Regions from separate parts of the Sus scrofa genome. Here regions 1 and 3 are each linked to region 2. Evidence: chromatin contacts called from public HiChIP or PLAC-seq data. All regions are on one chromosome and are shown on one strand. Each heading gives the region's core, a stretch centred on a gene start, on an enhancer-like site or on the middle of the called end of the contact. The rest is flanking DNA. Distances are from core to core; before and after follow the strand shown.

Evidence for each region. HiChIP or PLAC-seq counts read pairs in DNA pulled down with a chosen protein or histone mark.
Region 1: a contact with region 2 is called in an H3K27ac HiChIP or PLAC-seq map of alveolar macrophages, with 2.6 times the contacts expected there. The contact joins two enhancer-like sites. A contact is called at or near these places in 1 of 5 promoter capture datasets (fetal liver) and 1 of 2 datasets of contacts at active chromatin or transcription factors (alveolar macrophages).
Region 3: a contact with region 2 is called in an H3K27ac HiChIP or PLAC-seq map of alveolar macrophages. The contact joins two enhancer-like sites. A contact is called at or near these places in 1 of 47 Hi-C or Micro-C datasets (blood) and 2 of 2 datasets of contacts at active chromatin or transcription factors (alveolar macrophages and skeletal muscle).

The regions. Positions count from the first base shown.
Region 1 is chr1:106,920,676-106,923,375 of Sscrofa11.1, reverse strand. It overlaps NARS (asparagine--tRNA ligase, cytoplasmic), which reads left to right. Exons shown (of 16, transcript XM_003121455.6): 7 at 1-7; 8 at 1,497-1,567. Among named protein-coding and RNA genes, the nearest start is that of NARS, 11 kb to the left of the region's middle. Within about 2 kb of position 1,320, at least 2 of the 83 cell types and tissues checked have an H3K27ac peak or open chromatin away from gene starts, as enhancers often do. A contact at or near this core is called in alveolar macrophages, where this site is marked.
Region 2 is chr1:107,163,185-107,165,884 of Sscrofa11.1, reverse strand. The region is part of intron 2 of ANKDD1A (ankyrin repeat and death domain-containing protein 1A); the gene reads left to right. Among named protein-coding and RNA genes, the nearest start is that of ANKDD1A, 21 kb to the left of the region's middle. Within about 2 kb of position 1,329, at least 36 of the 83 cell types and tissues checked have an H3K27ac peak or open chromatin away from gene starts, as enhancers often do. A contact at or near this core is called in alveolar macrophages, where this site is marked.
Region 3 is chr1:107,343,678-107,346,377 of Sscrofa11.1, reverse strand. ZNF609 (zinc finger protein 609) reads left to right here. Exons shown (of 9, transcript XR_002344510.1): 8 at 225-1,163; 9 at 1,470-2,700. Among named protein-coding and RNA genes, the nearest start is that of OAZ2, 20 kb to the right of the region's middle. Within about 2 kb of position 1,382, at least 8 of the 83 cell types and tissues checked have an H3K27ac peak or open chromatin away from gene starts, as enhancers often do. A contact at or near this core is called in alveolar macrophages, where this site is marked.

The DNA.
Region 1 (2,700 bases), core at 71-2,570, 240 kb after region 2:
AGGCAAGGTAACTGAAGTAGCTGTCTTGTGTCTCTTTAATTTTCAATATCTCTGGTCTTATGTGAAGAACTTAAAAAAAAAATTTAGTTGGTTTTTTGTTTGGGAATGCTAGCTTTTCTTTGTTTTTTAAGTTGAAGTATAATTGATTTACAATGTTGTGTTAATTTCTGCTATATAGCAGAGTGATTCAATTATACGTATATACATTCTTTTTCATATTCTTCCCCATGTTGATTTATCACAGGATATTGAATATTGTTCCCTGTGTTGTACAGTAGGACCTTACTGTTTATCCAGTCTATATATAGTAGTTTGGGAATGCTAGCTGTTTAAAGGAAATAGTGATTTATATCCTAAATTTGTTCTTTTTAAAAAAAAATTTTTTTTAATTGATTTTTGGTTTTTTGGCTATACCCACAGGATGTGGAAGTTCCCAGGCCAGGGATCAAACCTGTGCCACAGCCACAACCTTAGCCACTGCGGTGACAACACCAGATCCTTAACCCACTGCGCCCCATAGGAACCCCCAGATTTGTTCTTATTTATTATGACTGTTAAAACTTTTTAAATTATTTATTTATTTATTTACTTGTCTTTTTGTCTTTTTAGGGCCGCACCAGCGGCATATGGAGGTTCCCAGGCTAGGGGTCAAATCAGCCATAGCTGCCTGCCTACGCCACAGCCACAGCAGTGCAGGATCCTTAACCCACTGAGCAAGGTCAGGGATCGAACCCACAGCCTCATGATTCCTAGTCAGGATTCATTTTTGGGTTAGGGTTAGGGTTTTTATTATTTTATTTTTATTATTTTATTATTTTATTTCATGTCTTTTATTATAAGTGGTTATCAAATCCTTTGTAAAAAGAAATGGGGCTTAAAAAACCAAAAGAGTGATTCTCTGCAGCAGTGTATATGCACTTCCTGCTGAATGTACTGTACTAGGCATTGCAGAGATCAGTGGTGAATAAGACTGAATCCCTCAGCTCACGTGCTTACTGTCTGGCTCTCCCATGATCATGTGGGTCAGGAGGCTCACACAGGGTTTGAAAATACAATGAAGTTAAAATGCTTTACAAATACTGAGTAGTGGAGTTCCCATTGTGGCTCAGTGGTAAGGAACCCAACTAGTATCCATAAGGACACAGGTTCAATCCCTAGCCTCGATCAGTGGGTTAAGGATCCAGCGTTGCCGTAAGCTGTGGTGTAGGTCACAGATGCAGCTCAGATCTTGCTGTGGCTTTCCGGCAGCTACAGCTCTGATTTGACCCCTGGCCTGGGAACTTCCATGTGCCATGGGTGTGGCCCTGAAAAGCAATTAAAAAAAAAAAAAAAAAGCCAAGTAGTGATATTATTCATGGATGCTTTAGAGGAACAAGGACATGTGGGAGGTTTGAACTTTCAACATTTAACCTTGGTGGTTTCTTTATCTAAATTATGAGAAGGTACTTTCAAGTGCCTTGTGAACAGTCTAGCTAAGTATCTCTTTCTCATTTTAGGAAAGAATTTAATGTTTCTTGTGTTGCGAGATGGTACAGGTTATCTTCAGTGCGTCTTGTCAGATGATCTGGTAAACATTTTCTCATATTTATGATAGATGAAAATTAGATTTTTTCAATAGGTTCTTTCATTGTTGGTTTGGGGAATTTTAGGATCTGTATACTTATTTTTACGTTATTGTGGAAAATTTCCAACATCTAAAAAATGGAACAGTAGGAAGAAACCTCGCATGCTCATCACTCAGCTTCAGTAACGTGTTAGTTGAGCAGCTGTAACTAAGTACCATAAACTGAACAACGGAAATTTCTTTTATTTATTTATTTATTTTTTATTTTCCCACTGTACAGCAAGGGGGTCAGGTTATCCTTACATGTATACATTACAATTATATTTTTTCCCCCACCCTTTCTTCTGTTGCAACATGAGTATCTAGACAAAGTTCTCAATGCTATTCAGCAGGATCTCCTTGTAAATCTATTCTAAGTTGTGTCTGATAAGCCCAAGCTCCCGATCCCTCCCACTCCCTCCCCCTCCCATCAGGCAGCCACAAGTCTCTTCTCCAAGTCCATGATTTTCTTTTCTGAGATGTTCATTTGTGCTGGATATTAGATTCCACTTATAAGTGATATCATATGGTATTTGTCTTTGTCTTTCTGGCTTATTTCACTCAGTATGAGATTCTCTAGTTCCATCCATGTTGCTGCAAATGGCATTATGTCATTCTTTTTGATGGCTGAGTAGTATTCCATTGTGTATATATACCACCTCTTCCGAATCCAATCATCTGTCGATGGACATTTGGGTTGTTTCCATGTCCTGGCTACTGTGAATAGTGCTGCAATGAACATGCAGGTGCACGTGTCTCTTTTAAGTAGAGTTTTGTCCGGATAGATGCCCAAGAGTGGGATTGCGGGGTCATATGGAAGTTCTATGTATAGATTTCTAAGGTATCTCCAAACTGTTCTCCATAGTGGCTGTACCAGTTTACATTCCCACCAACAGTGCAGGAGGGTTCCCTTGAACAACGGAAATTTCTTTCTCACCGTTCTAGTGGTTGGAAGTCCAGATCAGGTTGCTGGCACTGCTGAGTTCTGGTGAGGGCCCAGTTCCTTTGCGTCCTCATCCTCACATAGCAGAGCAGAGAGGCAAGGCAGGCTCTCTCCTGACTGTCTGTCCTGAGAGCATAATCCCATTCACGAGGGC
Region 2 (2,700 bases), core at 80-2,579:
CAGACCTGAGATAGTGGGATGGAGAGTAGGGTGGGTGGGAGAAGAGAGCCTGAGAACAGAAAGGGAAAGGGAGGATCATGCTGTCACCAGGCAGAGGTTCTGAGACTACCAGGTTACACTGGCCTGGAAAGCTTCAGGCCATCTCCACCCAGACTCCCTATTGTTTCCAGTTTTTGCCCACCTCATCGACCCTCTCCAGGGTGAGGGAAGCAGGAGGGACACAATCACCACCCCCTGAAGGAAGGGCAGGATTTTTTCCTTTCTCTACAAGCTAAGGAGAGCTGAAGGGACAACCACAGGGCAGAGACACTGGCTCCACCCACGGTGGATGAGGGACCTGCCCCTACAAATGGCTGCTGGTGCCTCTGGAAAGTCAGGTGGGGTTCCTGTTTTTACTGCCCTCACTTCCAGTGATGCATCTGTACAGTTACTGCTTCAACACCAGGTCTGGTGTGGTCCTGCTGACTGGCCAAGTCTGGTCACATGCCCTGCCTTAGCTGTAAGGGAGGCTGGGAAAGGGAATACCTGGTATACTTAGCCTCAGGAATGGCAACTGGGCTCTTCCTCATGAGTGAAAAATACTGCACACATAGAAAGGGTTTCAGCTGCTGGGTGGCCAACATGAATGGCAGACATCTAATATGCTACCTTATGGGGGTATTGGTGAGAATTAAATGATTTATTCCACTATAAGTGTTTAGCAAAGCATCTAGTACAAAGAATAGGTTCAGGAGTTCCTGTGTGATGCAATGGGTTAAGGATCCCACAGTTGTCATTGCAGTGGCTGAGGTCCCTACTGTGGCACGGGTTCGATCCCTGGCCCAGGAACTGCCATGGGTGGCGCACCCACCCCCCAAAAAGAGAACATGTTCAGTAAATGTTAGCTATCACTCCATTAAACTATAAGCTCCAGGGGGGCAGGAATTGGGCCTCTTTCTTGCTCTCCACCACATCTCTAATGCCTAGCATGGTGCCTAGCATGTAGCAAGAGCTTGAGAAATGTTTGCTAAATGAATGTCTTGCTCCTCAAAGCTGTGCTCTGACCAGCCTTTCACTCCTCCTCTTTTCCTCTTTGCCCTGGCTGTGGCCATGGCATTATCCAAGCAGGAGGCACGTGCCAGGGCAGAAAGAACCCTGTGGCAGGAGTCAGGTGCCCACAACTCAGCTCTACCATCAGCTCACTGTGTGAGATGGGCAAGTCACCTCCCCTCCCTCCGTCTGGGTTTCCACACCTGCAAAATGGGTACAACTGCAGCTGCTCTGCCCCACATCTCTGGGGTGAGGGACAAATAAGAAAATGTGAGAAGCTGATTGCAAAGCCACAAAAAGCCTTCTGCACCAGGGCTGATGAGGAAGCTGCTGCTGAAGCCTTCCACTGAGAAGTGTCAAGACCCCACCTCAGAGGACCCGCTTTTGAAGAGGGGCCGTGGGGAATGCGTGTGGGGAAATGGCCTTCCTCTTCCCTTGGTGGAAAGGCTGGGTGCTCATGCATTTGTGAACTGAAGCTATTTTTATGTAGCACAACTGTGATTATGACAGGGCCACTTCCTGAAGGGGAAGGGTGGGGAGTAGACCTGACTCATCAGTGGGGCAGTCAGGCGACACAGCTGACAAGGCTGCCGTGAAAATCAGTCCTATCCCCCCACATGGCTCCTGCCTTCCGCCATTCCCAGGCGGATGTGCCAAAGCAGGCAGCAGGGTGGACAACCGCTCCAGGAAGAACTAGGTCAGTCACTGGGTTCAGGGCCCGTCAATCATTGCTGATCTTCCAATGACCTGTGGGCCATCAGCGTCCCTGGGCGGGAACCTGAGGACCCATTGGAAAGAGCTGGAATAGAGGATGGAAACATGCCTGACACATCCTTCCCACCCTCTGCAGGGCTGCCCAGCTGGGCTTGAAGTTTCATGTAGGGTTTATTGGGCGCCGATTGTGTGTCCACAGTGTGGTTAGGGGCTGTATGTCGCCCTTCTCCTTGAATTCTTCCAACACCTTCCCCCTCGGGGACTTGCCTCCATTTGATAGATAGGCGCGCGGAGGCTCCGTGGGCATGTGATTGACTCAGCGCCTCAGCACTGCTGCCTGTGAGTCCTGGGCTGAGGGAGCCAACAGGAAGGGTGGTTATTTTCTTTACTGGAAAGACGGGGAAAGGCTTCCCAGAGAAGGTGAGATTTGAGCCGGACTCTAAACAATGAGCAGGATTTAGCTCTCTTGGGGGGCAGGGAGAAGGGAGGGCATGTGATGCAGAGGGATACCGCATGGACAAAGGCATGGAGGTGTGACAGTGCGGGACTTGTTTTGGGGGGGGGGTCTCAGGTAACTCTAGGTGGCTGGGGAGAGGCAGGGGCGGTGGGGGCATTAGGGGAGGGCCTTCCATGCCAGGTTAGAGGCTTTGGGCTCTTTGGGGTTCCTGCAGCGCCGTGCAGGCCCTCTGCATCCTCCCGGAAGTGTGGTCATGCACACAGAGGGGAGGGGAGCCCAGCGGGAGGAAGGGCAGGGGGTGCTGTCAGGCCCAGAGGAAACCAGGTAGGTTTCCTGTCCTAGAGCCTGAGCTCAGGCAGCGGCAGGCCTGGGCCTTGCAGGGCTGCTTTGCTGCCATCAGAACCTTGGCGCCTGGCCCCCCTGAGTTCCTCAGGCCCCCCTTGCTCTGCCCTTCTCTGAGCACCCCCTCTGTGCTAGTGCCTTTGCATATAATATCCCCG
Region 3 (2,700 bases), core at 133-2,632, 180 kb before region 2:
GGCTGTTGTCAAAGACCAATAAGGCCAGATCCAGGGTCTGGGAGAAGGTGGGCAGATTTAGGTCCTGACCACAGTGCGGTTTGGTTGACTTGACATTAGCTCCCCCAGGCACCTCCTTGATTCTTAGGTGTCCTACATTTTTAGAGTCGTGATGTGGGCTCTGGGCATCTTGCTTTCATGCGTGTGTCTCACAGCAGTGCTATTGTGTCTGCTTTCCTTTCCAGATAAGTGATAAAAATTCTCAGGAGAGAGATCGGGGAGGCTGTGGGGTGGTTGGGGGTGGTGGCAGCTGTAGCAGCGTCGGGGGAGCAGGCGGGGGTGAAAGGAGTGTTGACCGGCCCCGCACCTCGCCTTCTCAGCGCCTAATGTCCACACACCACCACCACCACCACCTGGGGTACTCATTGCTCCCAGCACAGTACAACTTACCCTATGCAGCAGGTAAGCCTCATTTCCCCAGCTTCCTTTTTTTTTTTTTTTTTCCTTCTTTTGGCCACACCTATTGCATGTGGAAGTTCCCAGGCCAGAGACTGAACCCACACCACAGCAGCAAGCTAAGCCACTGCATTGACAATGCCAGATACTTATTAACTTGCTGAGCCCCAAGAGAACTCCTCACCTCCTATCTTTTCTCCTGCATCCCAGTAGTATTGCTCACAGCAGGGGGCCCCTGGTAAGAATCTTCCCCCCTGTTTTTCCTTTGAGCTTCTAATCTGTCCAGAATCCTAGCCTCCTGCAGACAATCAATAAAATAATCATGACATTTATTTCCTCCTTTGGAGCTTGGGGATTCTCAATGCCTCCAGAAAATTGGCTTTGATATTCAGAATAAGGAGCAAGTGTTCTCACAGCCAAAACGTAACAAGCAACTGAAAAATAGAGCCTCGTTATCTATTCCCAGCCACTATATCTGACGAAGTATCAGATTTTCTTCTGTCAGCACCCCAGAACTCAGTGGGGCTAGGAATTTAAGGAGAAACTACCCCCCACACACACCCAGTACCCACCCAGCTGGCAAGAAGGGAGGACGCTTAAGGGGAGGGTTCTGGGAGCACTCCACTAACACATCCTCCTTCTCACTCAGGGCTTTCCTCTACAGCCATTGTTGCCAGCCAGCAAGGCTCAACCCCTTCACTCTACCCACCCCCCCGGAGGTGAGAATGGTAAGTAACTTTTTAATTTGGGGCAACATGTAGAGAGCAGAGTTAAGTTGCTACCTGGATCACAGAACCCCTCAGTGAGGGATAGCTCTGTGAGCTCAGTGGTCTGAAAATGGTGGAACCCTGGCCAAGCTTCTTGTGCAGGTCTCCCCTGAGGCGCAGTGCCCCTGAGAGGAGCTGTGGAAGGCTTCTGTCTCCTCCGGAGACCAGGACTGGCCCTGCCCCACAGTTCATTTTCTTGGAGCTCCACCTTGTGGTTGTTTTACTACAGGCTGAGTGCCTAGTTATCTGTCCATGTTTCCCTTGCAGAACACCAAGTGCCCGGATAGTCAGCTTCACGGGCCCGGACTGGCTCACCCAAGGAGGTGCTGGAGGTGCCATATAGACATCAGTTAAATGGTGTTGATCATCTGTTTGCCGTTCCCACCATGACTGAAGGCAGACCCTTGGCTATCTCGCCTCCACGAGACCCCTGGACTCCCTGACCCTCCCTCAGGAGCTGGAGAGCTGGTACTTAGCAAAAATATTTATTCTCTTGGCCACGGTCATGACTGCTGTGGCCTCTGTGGAGATGAAGGCACTGGGAGCAACTAGGGGAACATGGCCTCAGCCCAGAGAAGTCACTACTCTGTTCCCCCAGTCCCTGGTCAGCTGCCAGAGCAGTAACCCCGCATCCGCCCCCCGCCCCTGCCCAGGGAGGGATCCCAAGCACTGGGTAAGGTCTGAAGACAGCACAGCAGCCATACCCCTCACCATCATTACCACCATCGCCAGACCCTGCATCTCCCCAGCAGTTTGGGCCCTGGGAACTGGTAGCACGTGGAGGAATTAGAATCTCAGGAAAGAAACTGGGGGATGTTTTCTCTGCAGTTGTGAAAAAGAGGTCTTCAAACATGAAAACTTCTCCCCACTCATGTGAGCACATGTAAACGCTCAGAGCCCAGCCTGAAAAGGGAGACTAAGGCATCTGGCCCACCGTGGCCTCGGGCTGTTAGGCAGAGGGCTGGGGCCCCAACACCAGCACAGGGCTCCCCAGGGGTATCAGGCGAGAGCTGGAGCTGGAGCACGAAGGGAGTCTGTGAACTAGAAGCTGCATCCCCACAAAGTCCTGCTGCTGCTTAGCCCCATTCCTTGCCCTCTTCTTCTTTCTCTCCTGATCCCTTGGTGCCTTTCCTACGGGATCTCCACGCTGATGTCTCCTCTTCTTTTCCGCTGCTTGGCTCTTTAAGACTCAGGCAGGTAAAATAGTCCCCCCCACACACGGGGGGTGGGGGGCTTTGGATCTGCCTCCCGGTCACCTGAGAGCAAGCCAGGAGGCAGGCCCTGGGAGCACCCAGCCCTCCTTAGAGATGTCCTGCCCAAGCAGTCATCTGCGTGTCCTCCCCACATAGCGCCACAAAGCTGTACTGCCCAGTTTCCTGTACACAACTACATGACTTCATATAGCTCAGTCTATACCCCTGTGTGTGCCAAGAGAAGCTGTGTTTCTTTGTTACACACATTTTTGTTTTAGGGGCCACTGACCGTGGGAGGTGATGTG